Regions from separate parts of the Mus musculus genome. Here region 1 is linked to region 2. Evidence: chromatin contacts called from public HiCAR-type data. All regions are on one chromosome and are shown on one strand. The core of a region is the stretch at or near the end of the contact, and the rest is flanking DNA. Distances in the headings are between cores, read along the strand shown.

Evidence for each region. HiCAR-type assays count read pairs that join an accessible place to other places.
Region 1: a contact with region 2 is called in a HiCAR-type map of embryonic stem cells, with 2.2 times the contacts expected there. The contact joins the enhancer-like site here to the promoter of Golph3l in region 2. A contact is called at or near these places in 8 of 39 promoter capture datasets (the HPC-7 cell line, cranial neural crest, embryonic stem cells and 5 more), 1 of 484 Hi-C or Micro-C datasets (pro-B cells), 3 of 115 datasets of contacts at active chromatin or transcription factors (all in embryonic stem cells) and 2 of 9 other capture datasets (adipose tissue and pancreatic islet).

The regions. Positions count from the first base shown.
Region 1 is chr3:95,698,483-95,704,059 of GRCm38.p6, forward strand. No RefSeq gene overlaps it. Among named protein-coding and RNA genes, the nearest start is that of Adamtsl4, 13 kb to the left of the region's middle. Within about 2 kb of position 3,834, at least 228 of the 459 cell types and tissues checked have an H3K27ac peak or open chromatin away from gene starts, as enhancers often do. A contact at or near this core is called in embryonic stem cells, pancreatic islet, second pharyngeal arch cranial neural crest and 1 more, where this site is marked.
Region 2 is chr3:95,585,373-95,591,456 of GRCm38.p6, forward strand. Golph3l (golgi phosphoprotein 3-like) reads left to right here and starts at 3,562. Exons shown (of 5, transcript NM_146133.3): 1 at 3,562-3,762. The coding sequence starts at 3,595. It overlaps Hormad1 (HORMA domain containing 1), which reads left to right. Exons shown (of 15, transcript NM_001289532.1): 15 at 2,009-2,488. The coding sequence ends at 2,086. Gm40097 (a long non-coding RNA gene) reads right to left here and starts at 3,445. Exons shown (of 3, transcript XR_867468.2): 1 at 3,273-3,445; 2 at 1,988-2,044; 3 at 509-529.

The sequences.
Region 1 (5,577 bases), core at 2,584-5,083, 110 kb after region 2:
AATGGTCACTCAGGTGATGCTGGCTTTGAAGGCATGAAAAGATCATGGAGAGCAGCTGAGGCTGGCACTGCGAGGCAGGGCTGGAGGCCCTGAAGGTAGGCCATGAGAGGTCATTGGTAACGGTGTATTCTCAGCTGCCGTGGAGATCCTAGCAAGTTGGAAAGGCCAAGACCATGGAATGACCCCCAGGACAGCAGGAGCTGTGGAATGGAGCTCACCTGAACCTCTGAGATAAGCTGTGTATGCTGCAGAGGGCAGAGCCAGATAGCCAAGAGCTCGGAGCCCAGAAGATCTTGAGAAAGCCCCACACACTGGACACTGATATAGTTACACTTTTGGAGGTTTGTTTTGATTGATGTTTTTCTGTGTTCTGGTTCTTCCCTTTATATATTTATATGTTATATATATGAGAACATATATAATCTATTTTTCATTTGTTAATCCTGAGAGCCAATAGAGGAACACGGGTTCTACGATTTTGAGCCAGATTTGAAGCAGCATGCTTTAATTAAACGCTGACCAGAATGGGTTTTGGTCAGGACCACTCCCTGAAGTTCTTAGCTGAGTGGCCCTGGGACACATATTGCAAAGTCCTTTAAGGACAAACCCATATGGCCACAGTATTTTCCCATGTGGCTTAGTTATTTTCTAAGAACTACAACTTCCAGCATCCCAGCAAGTTACCTGGTCCTTGGGCAGGTGGGACCAACAAGTTAAGTTTTGGTTCTTTCACATTTCCCAGGAGCCCACATGTCGTCCCTTCTACTCAGAGAGGGACAGGTACCTCTGTACATGTACAGGCCACCTGGATAGAAGTAGGTAACCAAAAAAAAAAAAAAAAAAAAAAAAAGTAGCCGGGAGTGGTGGCATGCCTTTAATCCCAGCACTTGGTAGGCAGAGGCAGGCGGATTTCTGAGTTGGAGGCTAGCCTGATCTACAAAGTGAGTTCTAGGACAGCCAGGGCTACACAGAGAAACCCTGTTTCGAAAAACCAAAAAAAAAAAAAAAAAAAGAAGTAGGTAACCATGTTTGGAAGCATATGAATGGCACTTAAGTCCGGTGACATCTGGGCAATGTCCATAAGTAGAAGCTCAGAGACCCACAGTTGAGTGCTCCCCAGCACGGTACCTCACCGAGGTCTGTCCTTCCTCTGTGCACTCAGCAGGCCCAGGGATGGTGCTCAGAGCCTTCATGTGCTTAGGGATTGCTCTGTCACTCAGCCACATACCCGAGCTCTGCAAAGGCGGTTTAGCTTCTTCGTGTCATTTCATTGTCTTCAGGACATTATGAAATGAAGTTGCAGACTAATGGAAGGAGGGATACGTGGGAGAGGCTTGGCTATGAGAGCAGAACTGGAGTCAAAACTTCGGTCTGCACACTCCCAGCACAGCTCTGCTACCACTTGCAGAAAATAACTTTCAGGAATGGGGTAACTTCTCCCACTGTGTGGGTCCTGGGGATCAAATTCAGGTCTTCAGGCCTTACCCACTGAGCCATCTTGCCACCCTTGACATTAAAACACTTTGTCTAAACAGGTATGAGGGGGTATGCTCTCATCCCCCTTCCTCAGAAGAGGATGCCCTGCGGACCTCAGGTGGAAGCTGCGGGGAGAGCCGGTCTCTCATGAATTGACCATTAAACACCTTGTGTTCTGTTGAGACAGAGCGTGGGGCCAGGAGGATGTCCTGTGCTTTGCACCTTGTTAGGGACTTGTCATCAGTGGCTGTACCTCTGACGTGGCCTCAGGGTTCTGAAGGTTTGAATACCACCTTCTGAGGCTGGTGGCTGCTGCTGTCTGATGGCTGAGAACAGATGGATCCTCAGAGCTGGCCAGACCCCAGCGATCCAAGCCAAGTCTCCAGGGAGGTGGACGAGAATGCTCTCTTCCCTGCTGCCTCCTTTGGGGAGGCTGGGTGTGGACCTTGGGAAGAGCCTTTGCTGCAAGCTGGGCACAGGGCTGTCCCAGAGCCACCGATGCGCTGAACTAAGCAGAGTGTACATGAGATTTGCAGCAGGACAGAACAGGACAGTCAACTTTGGCTTCCTCCCAAACAGGGGAGGGCTTAGTGGAGCCCAGGGTGTGGTCAGAGGAGGACAGTGGCTTTGGTGACCCGAGCAAAGGGTACCACTGTGTAGGGATCTCTCCAAGGACTGCAGTGAAACAGGCCTTGATGAGGCTGAGGCGCAGGCTTCTACAACAAGTTCTTTGATGTTGAAATGAGAGAGCATAGGTCAGGGCAACTCAGGGCCACCCAAGGGCCTGGAGGGAGGGGTATCACTGTCCACCTCAAATTAGAAAGCAATGTTAGGGATGCAGAGGCTGTTCCCCCAGGACCAGGCTATGGGGAGACCTCCCTCTTCTCCCATCTGTTCTTCTCCAGTGAGTCCTTCACAGCAGGGGTGGGATTTATTATTTACTTGATTTTGTTTGCTTTTGAGATAGCCTCAGCTAGCTAGAAACTTCCTTAGTGGCCCAGACTGGCCTTCACCTCATGCAGCCCTTCTGTGTTGGGATTATAAGTATGAACCACCATATCCAGCTTCCCATTTTCTTTAAATTTTACCTTTCCCAGCCTGCTCTGTGTGGGTGTTTTTCTTGCTTCTATGCCTGTGTTCCATGAACCCCAAGAGGCCAGAAGTGGGGGTCAGATCTCCTAAAGTGGAGTTACAGACTTCTGAGCTGCTGTGTGGGTGCAGGGAATCAAACCCTGGTCCTCTGGAAGAGCGATGTTAGGCCCCCACCCTCAAGTCCCTAAAACGGCAGCACTCCTGACAGTGTCCCCAAATGACAATCTGGGCTCAGCTCAGGCTGGACTCAAAATAGAACAAGTTTGTCTGTGGATAAACAAAAGCTTACACTCAGCATTCTCCAGAAGCCTACAAAATGGCTTCTGACTGCCAGGTAGAGCCATTTCCCTAATCTTTCCCTACCAAATGGGGCAAATGTGGCAACTAGTTCCCTATTAACATAAACTGTAACACATATCAAAGCCCCTCTACCACTCTGAACCTCCATGCTGTTCTGGCTAGCTCCTCTCTTTATAACTGGCAAGGCTTTCCCTACCTTTTTGACCCTTGAGAGATAGCCTTGGCAGTTTGAATAAACTTTTCCTTTTCCACCCACAGGAGTGGTCTAATCACTGCGATTTCCCGTGCAAGCAAGTGCTCAGAATTGCTGAGCCATCTCTCTCTGTCCCATCTCATATCCCATCAGGGTATCTGATTTGCCACTTTGCCCCCCACCCCTTTTTTTTTCTTCAAGGTTTTATTGTGTACCCTGGCTGGCCTGGAACTCATTGTATAGACCAGGCTGGTCCTCCTGCCTCTGCAGTACTGGAATTGAAGGTAAATTGCCTTGTATTTTAAAGTAATTTACAGTTTAATCTTCGTTATCAGGACCTGTTCCCCAGATTTTGCCCTTGTTTAACATTTTACAAACGTTCGGATAGGTTTGGCTAACGTTGCACTCAGCAACTACCTGGTGAATCCACACAGGACCAACTGCATGGACTCTCAGCAGGGATAGAGAGAGATGCCTTAGCAGTTCTGAGCCCTCCAAGTCCTGTTGCTCCCCCCAGGTTGGCTCCGGGCCGTTCTGGGCCGTTCTGGGCCGTCCCGGGCGGCTCCAGGCGGCCCCTGGCTCAAACTGCAGAGGTCTGGCCTTCTAAAAGGAGCCTGGACTCCCTTTTCCCCCTCCCTCCCCAATCAGCATCTAACAAAAACTCTTTTGTGATTTTATGCCTGGGGGAGTCGACTGAGTCAACGGCTGATGTGATTCCCGCAGAGCTGAGTCCAAAGGTCTGCTCAGGGTTTCCTTCTCAGAGTCCAGAACCCCGCCCTAGGCCCCGCCCCGAATCTCCGCGCCCTGCTCCGTTTTGCCGGGAAGACCCGGAGCTGGGCTTCTACTGCCCCTGCATGGTGGTAGCATTGTGGTCTAGGGAATCAGAGGGTCACGTGAGACCAAATGAGTAATCTAAGGCTGGGTACTGTGAGCTTGGGGAGACTCGGGGACTGTCGAGAAGGCAAGACTGTGAAAACCAGGAGGCTGTGGGCCCTGGAAGATGGCACGTGGTCTCCTGAAGTACCCCTGGTACAGTAAAACAAGATTCCTACAATGTTATGGATAACCTTTTGTTCTTATGGACATCCTAGAAAGGATACTTTGTTTTGGAAAATAACAACTTCCTTACTGCCAAGTCCCTCATCCCAACCCTATAAACCATTTCAGCCAGCTCCCTCTACCCTCTGTAGACCCCTCAATTTCCCGTGGGAGAGAGGCTGCCTCTTGCTAAGTGCACTAATAAATATAGTGTGTCTTAGCGGTTGAAAGTCAGGCCCCTGTCTTTTCTGCCTCCTGTCCTTTTAAGCTGCTTTAGAAATATCACAGTTGCTGGGCAGTGGTGGCGCACGCCTTTAATCCCAGTACATGGGAGGCAGAGGCAGGCAGATTTCTGAGTTCGAGGCCAACCTGGTCTACAGAGTGAGTTCCAGGACAGCCAGGGATACACAGAGAAAACCTCTTTCGAAAAACAGAAAAACAAAACAAAACAAACAAACAAAAAAAAACAAAAACAAAAAAAGAAAGAAAGAAAGAAAGAAAAGAAATATCACAGTTCCAATAAGTCTTTGTAGACCTGACAGGTTTCCCGGGCTGCAGGTTGCTGAACAGAGTTGTAATAATTTTTAGGATTTTTTTTTTTTTTTTTGCATTTGGACATTCAAGCTTTTTGTTTACTGATATAGGTTAATCACCTGTATCAATAGACTTCACGTTATTTTCATACACAAATATAATGAATTTGACTATATTCCCCCCAATGCCTCCTTGTCCTAATTTACTTTCTGTTCCTATGACGAAGACTATGACCAAAGCAAGGGAGAGAAAGGGTTTACATCATACAGGTTACAGTCCACCATTGATGGCCATCAGAGCAAAGTCAAGGCAGAAACCTGGAAGCGAGCCATGAAGCAGAGGCCTTGAGAAACACTTGCTACGCAGTGCTTAAGGTGACCTTGAGTTACTGCTCCTCACCCCTGCATCTCTTAAATCTTGGGGCTACAGTTGCCACTGTGGGGATGTGACAGGCAGCCCTAACTGCAAGGGACTGTGGTTTCCCCTGCTCAGAAGTGAACTGCTCTATCCCAGTCACCAAAGCTCTCAGATCTGAGGAAAACCTTAGGTACATCCCTATGATGAGTAGAGAAACTTAGTATGGAGCCAAGCATACCCTAGGGACTCTGGGGGCCAAAAGGCTGTTCCTGGGAGATGCAGTAGAGGATAAGAGAGATGGAGTGAGGGGCTTAGCAGTAAGGAAGTACCAATGCAGAGCAAACATTGAAAGTATTACAGTTGTGTGCCCGGGCGAGCCCAGTGGCCTGCAGGTGAGATTAGAATAGGAAAACGGGCCATGAGGTATTAACGGCTGCCTTTTAAAAAAAAATTTAAGATTTATTGTATAAACAAACCAGAAGAGGGCATCAGATCCCATTACAGATGGTTTTGAGTCACCATGCGGTTGCTGGGAATTGAACTCAGGACCTCTGGAAGAGCACTGACTACTCTTAACCTCTGAGCCA
Region 2 (6,084 bases), core at 2,312-4,811:
AAAAAAAAAAAAAAAGAAAGAAAAGAAAAGAAAAAGAAAAAAAAGAAAGGAAGGAAGGAAGGAAGGAAGGAAGGAAGGAAGAAAGAAAGAAAGAAAGAAAGAAAGAAAGAAAGAAAGAAAGAAAGAAAGAAAGTAAGTTTATGTGTTTGTGTTTCTGCACAGATAAATGCACCTGAGTGTAGGTGACAAACAAGATGCCCTGGACTTGGAGTTAAAGGTGATTTGTGAGACACCTGACGGGTGCTGGGAATGGAACATAGGGTCTAAAGGAGCAGTTCATCCTCTCAACCACTGAGCCATCTCTCCAGGCTTAAATTTTTCTTAATGTTTTAAACACTGACACTTTCTTAGGAACCACAATCTAGTTTGTCATTTATACTTTAATTTTTTCCAGAAAATGAAAGTTCATTAAAGGAATTTTGTTGGAAGTTCTCTAATTCATTTTTGCATATATTCAAATGTATCTGCTGGAGATGAAGGTATTGTTCTTACCTTTAATTTGTGAGGACTTGGGTTTTCATCTTCAGCACTACAAAAGGAAAAGAACACAACAAAATGGATACACTGGATGCCTAAGGTTTATCAAGACATGATGGAGCTTGTGCATTGGTGGAACCATATAGCCGAGGCTGCATGAACTTGTGATCGTAATGCTTCTGCCTACCAAACTGCTGCAAGTATAGGCATGAGCTACCCTACCTTAAAAGAGATTTAAATCTCACATGGCCCAAAGTAAAATGTTTTCCTGTTTTTTGATTAAAATCTTTATTTCCTTTTCATTTCTCCAATTTTTATTTTACTATTTCAGTGATATAATCTTACAATTATTTTTCTTCTATCTAAAACAACTCAAATATCTTACCTTTTGTGAGGATATACTTTTAGATAAGTTGTATGTCAACAATAAATTATACTCTACTTTAAAATTATCCCAGGCAAATTTCTGAGTTTGAGGCCAGCCTGGTCTACAGAGTGAGTTCCAGGACAGCCAGGGCTACACAGAGAAACCCTGTCTCAAAAAACAAAAACAAAAACAAAAACAAACAAACAAACAAACAAATAAATAAAATTATCCCAGGTAGCATATCTTAGTAGAAAATACCTATGCTGGGCTGGAGATGTCATTCAGTCAGTAGAGTGCCTGCTTAGCATGCATAGAACCCTGTGTTACTAGACTTTCACCACCACACCAAACCATATGTAGGAGCACATTCCCATGATCCCAGCACTGAGTGTACAATGAGAGATGAGAAGTTCAAAGCCAACCTTTGCTATACATAGTGCATAGGAAGCAATTCTAGATCATGTGAGACTCTGTCTCAAAAACAAAGAAATTTTACTGTAGCATACTATTTTTATTGTGAGCAGGGGGAGGGCCCTCAGTTAAGAGATATTTAAACTAGAAAATCTTTGGCCAGTGAAATACTCCAGCATTAAAAGCATTTTGCCCTCTGGTACCTAAATTTGATCTACAGGACCCCACATAACAAGAGGAGAGACCCAACTGCTATAAGTGTCTTCTGACCTGCATACTTGTATTTTCACACACAACACACCACAAATAAATATTAAGAAATTTGTAATTGGGGGCCTGGAAAGGTGTTATTAAGAACACCTACTGCTCTAACAGAGGACTAGAGTTTTGTTCCCAACACACTCATCTGGCAGCTCACAACTCCCTTCTATCCCAGCTTTAGAGAATCAAGTGCCACACTCTGGCATCTAAGGGAACCTGCATTCATGTACTCTACCCACACACAGGGAAACAAACATATACACACATTTTTTTTAATTTTAAACTGTAAAAAAATTAAAGTCTCACCGAGCGTGGTGGCTCACGCCTTTAATCCCAGCACTTGGGAGGCAGAGGCAGGCGGATTTTTGAGTTCGAGGCCAGCCTGGTCTACAAAGTGAGTTCCAGGACAGCCAGGGCTATATAGAGAAACCCTGTCTTGAACCCCACCCCCAAAAAATTAAAGTCTCTTACGTAGTTGTTTTCTTTTAACAGGTCCTTCACGTCTTGGAATCTAGTCAAGAGTCAGTGCTGAAGAAAAGGAGAGTTAGTGAACCAAAGGAACATACCTAAAAATTATTTTTCTTATGCAAATTTGCAGTTCTCAACATTTAAACTAATATGCTGTATTATTTGAAGGTGTGCCTTCTGTACCTCTGAAAATTATTTTGTAGTTCATAGTTATTAAACTAATAAAAGTTTTAGCTATTATATTGTGTTTACCTGAGATAAATCCAAGGGAACTTTTGACTAAACAAAAATACAAATGTCATTGATTCTGCTCATATCCACTGAATACAACCTGCCTTCTATTTTAAAGAAAGCTTTTTTTTTAAATGTGTTAAGTTTTAAGGCCCTCTAAAACCATTTTTGAAGTGTTTATTCTGACTTTAAAATTCTGTAAGGATACACTTTTTACTTATGTTAAAACTGTACCATTTACTTGGTGCTATTAAAACAATGTTTGCTATTTTGATATAGTGTGTTATTAACAACTTTTTTTTTTTAATATTTATTTATTTATTATATGTAAGTACACTGTAGCTGTCTTCAGACACACCAGAAGAGGGCATCAGATTTCATTACAGATGGTTATGAGCCACCATGTGGTTGCTGGGATTTGAACTCATGACCTTTGGAAGAGCAGTCGGCACTCTTAACCGCTGAGCCATCTCACCAGCCCTATTAACAACTTTTAAATATGTATTTAGAGCAAAAATGATAAAAGCAATGGCCAATAAAAAAAAGACCGGCATCTTAATACCATGACTAAGATGCTCAGTGTGCAGGGTCTTTCAGGGCTTCTAGTTATTTAATTAACAGAAAGTGTTCAGCTATTAATTTTGAGAGAATTTAAGTAAGTATATCTTTCGCGAGGTGGACACATTTTAGAACTTTTGAGTGGTAGTGTGAACAATTGTTTTGCTGAGAGACCTGGAACCTAGCCCCACCCAAGCTATTTGCTTCCTTTGCTTCAGAAAAGGAAGACCTAAAAACTTGATCTGTTTCCGTCTTGTAATTTTAGCAGCCATATTCCAAACTGTACAGTAGCTACAGGATTATCAAAGTGGGATAACATCCCTCTAGAGCTGTTATGTGTGTAATAGTACCCATGCTGTTCAGTATAAACAGCACAAACCGAGTCAGATTACGTTTTTCTAGAGGCAAAGTTAAGCTCAGAGTTTACTCTTAGCCTTATTGCTTGGATGCCAACATTTCTTAACCAGCAGTGCCAATACAGACAGCTACAGAAAAACACCTGCTACACTGAAATTGGCCAACAGAATCCTTTCGTGATTGGCAGCACTGTGCTATCTCACAGAATACTTTGATTGGGTAATTTCATCGGGGTGGGATGCAGCCTTTTCCTCGCAGCCACCGAGGTTCCTTCATTGGACAGACCAGCTGTCAGGTTGAACCCAAACCTGCCTCCTTTTGGTGATGTTTGTCTGGATCGCAACACAATAGCCCGGAGGACCTCCCCTCGTAAGCTCCGATTGGCTAGAGTCAAACTTGGGGGTTTCTGATTGGCCCAATGAAGAAACACCAAGGTAGGTTGCCTAGTGATCCTGAGGAAGCTGATGTGTTATTCCCTCTCTGCAACGAAGGATCAGGAAGTTTGTACTCTCTGTGTGGCTGAGAAGTTTTTCACCTACTGGAACCCGCCTAGGGTACGGGAAACAGGTGCCCTCCAAAACGAGAGCGCGAACTGCAGCCTACGTCCCACTGCAGCTCAGGAGCAACGTCAGGTGAGCAAATATAACACTTCTTAACATCCAACAGAGCTGGTCAGTATTTTACTTTAGAGAGAAAGGGTGGTTTTTACTTATTTGTTGTTGCTCATCATGTTTTCAAGTAGGGTATTTTAACTAATAAGTGGCCACAGGGAAATGATGAATTCCTCAAAGAAAATTGCCCCCATTCTCCCCGGGGTGTTAAAGTTTCTTGGATTGGGTTTGGAAATAATGCCAAATGGAATTGGCACCCTAAGGCATTGTTCTGTGTTCTGTTCCTTCACTCTTCTTACTTCCCCTGAAAATTATATTTGAAATATACGCTTGTATGAAGAATTGTTTGTAAGACTCTTGGTGTGTATTTCTGGTGCTGTTTAATGAGTATATATTTATTTGAGCAGTTAAAACGTTAAAGATATTGTGCTAGTTGCTATGGAGAATATAAAAATTAAAAGATGACAATATTTCAGCCCTGGAGAAGTTTAATGTAACAGACAGCCATAACAAAAGAGGGACTATAATAAACATTTTAAAGGGCTTAAGTATAAATTTCTGTTTACATACAACTGAAGAAAAATCCATTTCTAAGTGTTTAATATATGCATAGTGGAGAGATAGAATTCACCTTAAGGCCTCACTTGTCTTTAGTAGGCCTTCAAAGACTGGACAGACAGTATTTAGGGAGGAAAGGAAAAGGAAGAAAACTCCAAGATCACAAGGATCAGAGGCAGAAAGAAAGCAAGATAAAATTGTTGAACTAGGCACAACCATAGCACATTTTAAATATTATTCTTTTGACCTCAAAGATATATAATTGCTGATAGTTTTTGACTTGCTTTTAATCATAAAAATTGACATTTATACCAGGCAGTGGTGACACACCTCTAATTCCAGCACTTGGGGAGCAGAGGCAGGTGGATCTCTAAGTTCAAGGCCAGCCTGGTCTACATAATGAATTCCAAGATAGCTAGGACATTTACACAGAGCAACCCTGTTTTGTTTCGTTCTAAACAAACGAAAAATAAAATACATTTACATTTGTATGAACTGTGCTAACTTTAAGCTTTATCACAGATGACTTAGACAAGTGTAATGCTTAGTATAAAAGGGTGTGTGCTCAGATTTTTTTTCCCCCATTTATGGGAATGGTACTTAGGACCTTATATATGCTAAATAACACTATGCTGTAACTGTAACACTGAGCCATATTCTAGCCCCTTTTTCTTTTTCTTTTTTGAATGAATTCTTTCTTTAAAAAGACTTATTTTAGTTCTTGCCCTCTTGGTCTCTTGCTCCTCCCTTGCTCTTTCCCTGCTTCCCTTCCCCTTTCTCTCCCCATTCCCGTCCCACCTCTCTCTCCACGTGCTCATGACTCCTCTACTTCTCTACTCTCTTTCTCTGCCTCTACTACCCTCGTAACTCCCCTCCCCATGCCCTTAATAAACCCTATTCTATACTTAAAAAAAAAAAGACATTCTATTTATTTCATGTATATGAGTACACTGTCTGAAGAAGTCACACCAGAAGAGGGCATCAGATCCCATTACAGATGGTTGTCAGCCACCATGTGATTGCTGGGAATTGAACTCAGGACTTCTGGAAGAGCAGTCAGTGCTCTTAACCACTGAGCCATCTCTCCAGCCCTAGCCCCATTTTCTTTTGCAAATTTGATAATCTTTTAACATTCTTGCTGGGCTTTTGTTGTTATTGAAGTTATTTGTGTTTTCACAAAATAACCAGATAGAATGCTAAATTGCCATACTTGGAAATGAGTTGTTATGGTAACAAAATAAAAGAAAGAAAGAAAATACTGGTCTGGAGGGTTGGCTCAATGGTTAATAGCACTTGTTTATGCAAAGTACCTGGATTTGATTCCCAGCACCCACATGGAGACTCACACTTGCTCAGGCACCAAGCACGACATGTGGGTACACAGACACACATGCAGGCAAAAAACTCATGTATACAACATAAATTAAAAGGAAAAAAATATTAAAACATAGACATGGAGAGATGGTTCAATGGGTGGGTAAAGCCAATTGCTATACAGGCTAAGCAACCTGACTTCAATGCTCAGAACTTGTTGAAAGGTAAGAGAAAGTGAACTACAACAAGTTGTTCTCTGACCTCCTCATGTGCACATGGCACAAGCACCCACAAATATTATGTACGTGAATACACAATAATTTTAAAATGTGTTTAACGTTACAAAAATTACAAATTATGTGTAACTCAAGAAGCCACATGCTCATGAAGTTTTGCTAACCCATCTTATTTAATTTGGGGACCCATTTCATGGTGATACAAATTCACTTCTGGGTTGTAGGCAATGCCCAA